Regions from separate parts of the Mus musculus genome. Here regions 1 and 2 are each linked to region 3. A link is a contact called in public Hi-C and promoter capture Hi-C data. All regions are on one chromosome and are shown on one strand. Each heading gives the region's core, a stretch centred on a gene start, on an enhancer-like site or on the middle of the called end of the contact. The rest is flanking DNA. Distances are from core to core; before and after follow the strand shown. Region 1 holds the start of Cox7a2 (cytochrome c oxidase subunit 7A2). Region 2 holds the start of Cep162 (centrosomal protein 162). Region 3 holds the start of Phip (pleckstrin homology domain interacting protein).

Region 1 (3,045 bases), core at 288-2,787, 3.2 Mb after region 3:
TGTCCTTTCCTTTTTAAAATGGAATGTGTCTGTAGATGGAGTGGTCCAGTAAAGAGAAAATTGTACTGCCCTAAGTGACAACGCTGTTATAGGTAGTTTTAATGTAAACTCTTGGTTCTTCTTGGACAGTCACTATTCCTAGGAATGTCAAACAGTATGCACTTAGTGTTGGTTAGTAGGCCTATTTTTTTCTAAGATTTACTTATTATTATATGTAAGTAGCTGACTTCAGACACACCAGAAGAGGTAATCAGATCTCATTATGGGTGGTTGTGAGCCACCATGTGGTTGCTGGGATTTGAACTTAGGACCTTCAGAAGAGCAGTCAGCGCTCTTACCCGTTGAGCCATCTCACCAGCCCCCCTAGTAGGCCCATTTTTATTAGTGTTAGGGGAATGGTAAGTATACAGTCGGTTCTGGGAAAACTTATATCCTGTGGTGAAACAGCGACAGCAGCACAAACTTTAACGAATTCCAATTACAGACAATAAATGTAAAAAACAAAACAAAAAAAAAAAAAAAACAAAACTCCCCATCCCCAGCTGTTGGTAATTATGCTCGATGGTACATTGAATAATTAAGAGGTGGTAGAAAAAAAGTCAGTTATAATGGGTGTTTATAAACTTGGTAAGGAAGAAAATTTAGACTGTGTTGGGGGTACAGTAGGTTATGAAGAAAAAAGTACCCCAAGATTTGAAGGAATTAAGCATTACCAGTTTTTATTCACGCAACACTGTGGAACCCGTTTATCATTAGCTTTTACCTGAAATGGCAATGAAGTCGTTTCTGAGTTTGCAAAAGGGTGGAAAGACATTTGTATTGTTGAGTAGATTATTTTTACTTGTACATTAGTGTGCAGAAGAATAAAGGCAGTTGTAAGGAGGAATAGTTATGCAAGACTGATGCAAAATGCTAACAGCCTATCTGTAAAATACGCGCACTTCTGACAGCTCCATCCAGGAGTGAAATGTGCTGCGGATCTGAGAAAGCACGACACAGTCGATATTTGTGTTGAACGTGGATTTAAAAATGTATTCCCCTCTTTTCAGCGTTTTCCCAGACTCAATAACGAAGTCAGCCAGTTCCAGTCTGGGGACACAGGAAGAGCTTCCAGCACAAGGAGTTTAGCAGAAGATCCACAGGTTGGCATACCTGTGGATGCCAACATCGGTCGTTCCTATATGATCTCAGCACAAAGACTAACGCCTCCCACTTTCATCTGTGGAAGACAAACCCTAAAACTGGACTCTATCCGTATTAAGAGGAGCTTTTGAATATTTAAGCTTGTACGACGTAGCTTTGACATCCATTGTTCCTTCAGACTGTAAACAATGGCTCAAAGCCTTCTCACAAGACAAGCTACTTTCCGGGTAGTCTGGTTGTCCACTGACTTCACCAGAGCGTATGAAGAGGGCTGCAAGACTTCACGCCTCTCCATTGCGGGTGGCGTTTGCTTTCCATTGTGATTCTGGGTCCGGCGGCAGGCGCGGCAGGGCGGAGCCAAGTGGTAAGGATAGCTTCGGAGGTCCGGAGGCTAGACGGGCCGCTGCGAGAAGTCGCTCTGGCTCGCCTTCCGCTCTCTATGGTCGGGAGCGCGAGCCCCTCCTCTTCCCGGAACGAGCCCTCTTGCTCGACGCGCGCGCAGCGCTAGGAGGGAGTTCCGTTTCCGGTCTGGTGGCTTTCGATTTTTGGCGTTCAGTAGTCGCGGTTGGTGGGTAACAACCGAGCCAAGATGTTGCGGAATCTGCTGGTAGGTAGCTTTGGGGGTTTGGCTGGTACTGGAGTGTCGGGGCGGAGGGTCAGGCATCCTGACAGAAAGGCGTGCTGGAAATGTGGCAGAAGACAGCAGCCGGAGTCACCTTGGCCGCGCGTCCTTTTCCCTGACCTTCCGTCCACTCGCCCCTGGCTGTTTCTGGGTAGTCGTAGAGGGAAGAGCAGGATCGCATTTGGTTCTTGGTCACTACAGCTTACCGTTGCTTATGGCTATGACTGTAGCTCTGACGTAGGCTCCAGTGGGGGGATCTTGGACACCTGGAAAACCTAGGTGGAAGGTGGCTTTTTGTTGTCATTTTGTTTTGTATCATAGTGAAAAGATAAAATTTTACCTGATTCAAAGAAGTAAGCCAAAGAACTAAATTGTACAGTTTTAGTTGGGATTTAATGGGTTTCATGATTGAAGTGTAATGACGATTCAGAATTACCTTTAACACTTGGTGAATATTTCTCCAAAATTTAAAAAGGTGTGTTTTGATTTTATTTTGTAATCGTTTAACACAATTAAGACTTAACACCAATTACATTTTTCTTAGATGTCCAGGAGTGTTCTAGCATGTGCCCTCCACTGCAAAGTAATTTTTCAGTGCCTTGGCTATCCTGGAACTAAATCTGTAGACTAGCATGGCCTCTGCCTCCCTAGTGCTGCGATTAAAGTCTTGAGCCTCCACTACCCTGCCAGGAATAGATTTTTGACATAGGCAAATATTAAATGAAAATGTTAGAACTTATAAGATGTCTATATCATTTATTTTTCTGTATATCAGCATGTTTTGTTCTATAAAATACTACTGATTAATTTCAGGCACAGGTTATATATAGGTCATGGTTTCTGAAGACTATGATATGTAACATGAAGCACAGAGCAGAGAATAGACAACATGTAGAAAATCTGGATGCTAGTCTTGGATAGTACTGACAAGTTCGATAATGCTTTAAATCTCAGCTTCCTTTCAGTGTGAAGGGTTGGAAGTTGCCTTTACAGGTTTCTTTGGACTCTTAGGTCTTGTTCGATGCATGTGAATTTTCTGTTTCAGGCCCTTCGTCAGATTGCCCAGAGGACCATCAGCACCACTTCACGAAGGCATTTTGAAAACAAGGTTCCAGAGAAACAAAAGCTGTTTCAGGTACTGAAGTGTTCTATGTGATTGTTAATTGTAACAGAGCTGGCACGGTAGAGTAAGTCCAGAGGATCTGCTTCTTAGAGGCTCTCAAGGTTTTTTTTTTTTTTTTTTTTTTTTTTTTATCGTAAGGAGGATTATTTGCTGTGTC
Region 2 (2,892 bases), core at 236-2,735, 4.3 Mb before region 3:
GTCTGGTGCGGGTAAAGCTGAATTGGAAAATCTAACGAAAGATGGATAAGGTGAAAATAAACTAACAGTTTGGGAGACGAGGCCTAACTTTCTGTTTCCCAGAAATGAGACCCTAAGTCCAGGAACCTGTGGTCAGCAAACCAAGCCACAGGCAGCCAATCTGTGGACACCTTGTCATCTGGCCTGAAGTAAGAATAGGTATCTAGAATGGATAAGAGATCCCTCCCCACCCCAAACCTGGGAAGTCTCCAGAGCCCTAACCAATTGTAGAATCAGTCAAACTTCTAGAGATAGAGCTAACCAATCAAGGCAAAATGGCACAAATTCCTCCCTGGAATTCCCCTAACTGACAAATATAAAAGCTAGGCCTGCAAGCCCACTCACTACATGTGTCCATTCCTGAATGAGGAGACCCCTCCTTGCAGGAAATTCTGCTGAATAAACATTCTTTGCTTTTGCATACTACTTAGTTTAGGGTATCATTCTCCCAAGATCTTGGACCCTAACAAGTTGATGGTAAAAAATAACTATGGTGAGTGAGACTGAAATGAGACCTCAAGTGGAAAAAAATCCCCCAACTTTCTCAGCTTGTGTACATGACTAGCCACCATAGCTCTTCTTGCCGCACTCCTTTAACAGTTGTCTGGGCTACTTGTCTGCTTCACGGAACCCACGTCTATAGGGCATGGAATGTGCTCAATTCAGTATGTACTAAAAGAAAAGCCATAAGCTGAATTAAGTTGACTTGTAAATTGTAAAATTTAAATAATGTACATAATGCTCTCACCAAGCTTAAAATGGTAGCTTAAAACAGGTCTCTATTATTGCATTTTAATCGGATAGTTTCTGGCTTGTACACACTCAGATGTCAATATGCATTGTTGAGTGAAAAGTTCAGGCCAGAAAGGAGGTACAGAACTATGTATACCAGAGGCAAAGACCTTTACTGTTTGAAGATTTTACTTTCATTCCAAAATGTTGTCTTCTGATTTGGTGTGCCTGTGTATACGTATCCAGAGAGCGAAAGAAAGAGGAGAGAGAGAGCGGGTAAAAAAGTAAAATAAAATAAAAACTCAAGCAAACCACTGCAGAAGAGAGCTTTGAAAAGCAGGATACCAGAAAAACCAGAGCTGCTGAACTAGTGCAAGGCTCTCACTGAGAATCTTGGTATTGTGTATTTTCAAATGCTTGTCCACTGGGTGGCGGACATCTCTTCTAACACCGGAATTATTTCTAATGCATTTGTACTTTTCTCATAACACCCACACAAGGCTTATTACTTGAAGGAAATCAACCCTCTTACACCGTTTTTAAAACTTTCAACCTGGACAGTAGCCTTCAAATGAAAAGGGTGGGAAAGGCTGGAAAGAAGAGCAGCTCGCTGCGGAAGGACGAGCACAAAGGGACTAAACTACAACTCCCAGAAAGCCACGCGCTGGCTCTAGATGGTGCGCTTGCGCCTGGGTCTTCCCGGCCGGCTAGCTGAGCTCGGGATTTCCGGGAGTAAGAGAAAGCGGGATGTGCACACTGCTGCCGCGCCCACGTCCCTTACGGCCGCCACATCCTGCAGAGCCGTGAAGGTTCCAATCTTTATTTGAGAGTCACCAGAAGACTGACAGCTTGTCTGGCTGCTCCCTGGGTCACGTGGCAGGCAGGATCACGTGACACCCGGGAGCCCGCCTGTAGGGGTCTGTTGCCCTGACAACAGCCCGCTCGCCGGGACTTTCCGGGAGAGCGCGGGCTCCCAGGAGCAGGTAGGTGAGGCGTTGTGGCTGTCTGCGACCCTGTTGTTGTTTCCAGGTTGTACCTCAGGCAGGGTCTCCGAACTTTGTTTTGCGCATTACTCCGCTCCTCTGTCGGGACTCCAAGTCTTTGCTTCGAGCTAGCCCCCAAATCTGCGCTTCCTGCAGCCTGGACTGAGCTGAGGGCCCTTTCGTGGGGTTTGCCTCTGACTAACCTGTTTGTCCAACTCCTCATCCTGACCCTAAGACCTCTTAGTCGAAAATGCAAATAAAAGCACTAAGTATTCCACTGAAAGATGGTGGGCAAACCTGCTGCCGTCCCTTAGAAAAGAAAACTAGCGTTTGTTCGTGTTGCCCTAAAGAGTTAAATCCAAAGGTTTAGGACAGATCTGAAGATGGCCTCTCCTAGCTGAAGTCCAGCTTTGAGACAACTTGACTAGATCCCATTAAAGGTGCTCGCGGCATTGTTTCTTTTAGCCTGCCTTTGCTTCAAGAGAAACATAAATAGTAGTTAATGTGTGTCATTAACTTCCAAGGGTATTCTGTGCTCGTTGGGGATGTTTTAAGACAGGATTGCACTATATAGCTCAGACTAACCTGAAATTCAGGCTTGTAACTCAGGCTAACCTCCCAACTAAAGAGCTGTCTGTCTCCTAAGTGTAGAAATCTCTGGGATGCACCACTAAATTCTTTATTATATTCTGAGTCTTATAAATTCACTTAGTTTATGTCTGGAAAAAAATCCTGATTATAGAAAGTCTATTTTGCAAAACCCTTAATTTGAAAATACGTGAATCCGGAAGCACAACCTGTATACTGTGCTTTACAAGAAAAAATATTAGTCTTTCCACTCCTGCTCTTTTAATTTTTTTTTTTTTAATATTCTCTGTGAGGACCTGGATTCTGAGAGGTATTAGCAGAGACAAATACATATACAGTGGAAAAGATCCTGGAGCCCACCTCTTAGCGACTGGATGAAATGTAATGATCAACCTTGAGAAGACATACTTCATAAGCTACTTTCCCAAGTCAGTTAGCTTCAATGAATTAGACCTCCAATGGTGTCTCGTAATTGCAATATAACTGTCAAGTTACATCATATATATGTGTGTACATATATAAAACTGTCTTGAGAAGTTGAAGTTTAAAG
Region 3 (2,803 bases), core at 6-2,505:
TATAAAACCAGTAATTACATTAGGATTTACGAAAAGATTTTTGTTTCTGCTTTTCGCCAGTTTTTAAGAAGTCTTCCCGTGATTAACTGTAAACAGGAATGGTTTACACCGTAAATTAGAAGCCATTAATTAGCATGACGAAGTCAACTGCAAGATACACAGATAATTTAAATTATTTAATCACTAATCACCTTTGCTAAACTGTAATATACTCTTTCAATAACCTTCGGTAGGTTATCGACCGTGTCAGTAATTTACCTCCATATCAGTTAGAGATAAGTATTAGCTAGCGCCCTTTCCTTTCCTTCAGGTTTATATTAGCCCTTCTTGTAAACACTTTAAAAAGCTTTAAGGTTCTTCACTTCCAAATCCCTAATTAGCCATCACTAGCCTTTTTGTAATAAGTGGGGGAAAAGATGAGCTGAAGTACAAATCTGGAGTTCCTCTTGCCCGTTTATCAAAACAAAAACATTTTTTTTTTTTAAACGAACGCTTCAGGCGATGGTAGTAATAAAAGAAATATGCAGAGGTGGCTTCGGGGAATAACGGGTTTGCAGAACGCAAGTGGCTCAAAAAAAAAAAAAAAAAAAAAAAAGCCCGAACCTCTATTGCAACCCACGGCACTCCAATAAATTACACAACACTTGCCCAGGCTGCAGAAATATCGCAGGACAAGACTTACACGGATGCCAATCCGCAGCATTTATACACATGCACATGGCAAGACTGAAAGCAAACACTAGCGTTCAAGTCGGGCAGGGCAGCGCGATCCCGACTTGGCCCAGCTTGAGAGTGCTCGCTGAGAGTCTCTGTGCGTGCGTGAGAGTGAGCCCAGTCCTCCCGGCATTTCCCCTCTTTGAGCAGTTTTGCTTCATTTGTTTCCTATTTCTGCTACATAGAAACTAACTTCCATCTCAACCCAGCCAGCGCCGCTGAATAGAGCCTGTGCTGCGGCTCCGTGTGCGTCAGATCCCTCCGCGCAGCCGTGCCGGCCCCCTCCTCCCCTCCCTCCCTTTCTCCCTCCCGCCCGCGGCCTCTTTAGAGAAAGCGCCCGCCAGGCAGCCCGCCGCTTCGGCTCCGACATCTCCTCGCGCTGGAAATAAATAAATAAGTGGCGGCCCAGGGCGCGCGGAGCGACGACCGCGCGGGCGCGGGCCTAGGCCGAGGCACTCCTTTTCCCGCGGGGGGCGGGGGCGGCGAGTGCGGGGCCGCGAAGGCGCGGACTCCTTTCTGCGGCGGAGGGATCCCGGCGGAGGCGGCCGCAGCCGGGGCCGCTGCCTGAGAGTTGTTGTTTCCTCCTCCTCCTCCGCCTCCGCCGCCGTTGCTTGAATGGTGGAGCCGAGGCTCGGCTCGTGAGCACACACTGACAGCTACAGGGCAGGCGGCGGCACCGTCCCCGCGTCCCCTCGGCGGCGGGGTGTCCCGCCGGCGGCCCCGAAGTGACCCGCAAACATGTCTCGTGAGAGGAAAGGCCTCTCGGAGCTGCGATCGGGTAAGTCGGGCGCTGCGGGGCCGCCGCGCCGGGCGGACTCGCCCGCGGGCCCCCGCCCCCCGCGGCCGCTCAGCCCGTGTCTCCCCGTCCTTCTCTCCCGCGCAGAGCTCTACTTCCTCATCGCCCGGTTCCTGGAAGATGGACCCTGTCAGCAGGCGGCTCAGGTAGGCGGCGCGCGGCGCGGGGACGGGCGGGCGCTCGCGGTGGCCGCCCGCGGGCGTGGGGGAGGGCGGCGGCGGCGGCGGGGCCGCGGCCCGGGGCGCGGGGGCTCAGCGTCCCCGCTTTGTTGTTGCAGGTGCTGATCCGCGAAGTGGCCGAGAAGGAGGTAAGGGCGCGGCGGCCCGGCGCCGTCCCGCCGCCGCACGGCCTCCCCCGGGCCGCTGCGCAAGCTCGGGCGTCCGGCGGGGCGCGGGACGCGGGGCGCGGGGGGTCCCCGGCGGGGCGCGGGGCGGACTGGGGAGGGGAGCGGCGTCGGTCCGGGCCGGGGGCCGCGCTCACCGGGCGTCCTGTCCCCGCAGCTGCTGCCCCGGCGCACCGACTGGACCGGGAAGGAGCACCCCAGGACCTACCAGAATCTGGTGAGACATTCCTAGCGCACTGCAAAGAAACTTTTCCCCGAGTCGAATAAAAATTGAATTTCCCGCAATTTTTTACAGAGACAAAAACTTGGCCCCAGAACGGGAAAAGCTGCAAAGGCCACGGGGAGGGTTGGGAGGCCGGAGCGGGGGCTGCGGGGGGCGGCAGCCGGGGGTGCGGGCGCCCCGGGGCCGCGGGGTCCGCGGACAATTTATTTGTGATATTTTGTTAATGTGCTAGAAATAAAGATACGTCATGAGTGTTGTGCAGTGCAAGGCCAGAGGAGGAGGGGCCGGCGCGCGTATCCGCGCGGGGGCGCGCGCGCGGCGGCGGCGGCAGCGGGAGCGGCGCAAGCCTGGAGAGCGCGCTCGCCAGCTCCTTGCTTGCTCTGCACGCGCGGCCGGCTCAGCTTTCTCCAGCTCCACACAATAGCTGGTGACTAACTGCTCCGAAGTGGCATTAGCATTTCACAAGAAGGCCTTTGAGCCGCGGAGGAACCTTGGCAAGATTTTTTAAAATTTTTTTTCCCCCTTCTCCTCTGTCTTTTGTTTTCTGTAGATTCAGACCCAGATTTTTAATTTTATTTTTTTTTAATCTTTGTTTGGTTGGAGGCGTTCAGATAGATATGGTAGTCACCCAGCGGCACATTGTGCATTATACAAACAGATCTGCCGAAGTATAAACCTGGAAGTTTTAATAGGCGTTTTCCAATTTTGCAGATTCTTGGGGGATATT

The links. Promoter capture Hi-C pulls out the DNA fragments that hold promoters and counts their contacts. A called contact is a pair of places that touch in the nucleus more often than the background predicts.
Region 1: a contact with region 3 is called in a promoter capture Hi-C map of pre-B cells. The contact joins the promoter of Cox7a2 here to the promoter of Phip in region 3.
Region 2: a contact with region 3 is called in a Hi-C map of CD8 T cells, with 6 times the contacts expected there. The contact joins the promoter of Cep162 here to the promoter of Phip in region 3. A contact is called at or near these places in 1 of 39 promoter capture datasets (erythroid cells) and 1 of 484 Hi-C or Micro-C datasets (CD8 T cells).

The regions. Positions count from the first base shown.
Region 1 is chr9:79,758,345-79,761,389 of GRCm38.p6, reverse strand. It overlaps Cox7a2 (cytochrome c oxidase subunit 7A2), which reads left to right and starts at 1,537. Exons shown (of 4, transcript NM_009945.3): 1 at 1,537-1,750; 2 at 2,811-2,900. The coding sequence starts at 1,733. It also overlaps the pseudogene Gm51685.
Region 2 is chr9:87,254,125-87,257,016 of GRCm38.p6, reverse strand. Cep162 (centrosomal protein 162) reads left to right here and starts at 1,485. Exons shown (of 27, transcript NM_199316.2): 1 at 1,485-1,754.
Region 3 is chr9:82,973,941-82,976,743 of GRCm38.p6, reverse strand. Phip (pleckstrin homology domain interacting protein) reads left to right here and starts at 1,255. Exons shown (of 40, transcript NM_001081216.1): 1 at 1,255-1,492; 2 at 1,598-1,656; 3 at 1,788-1,817; 4 at 2,011-2,070. The coding sequence starts at 1,453.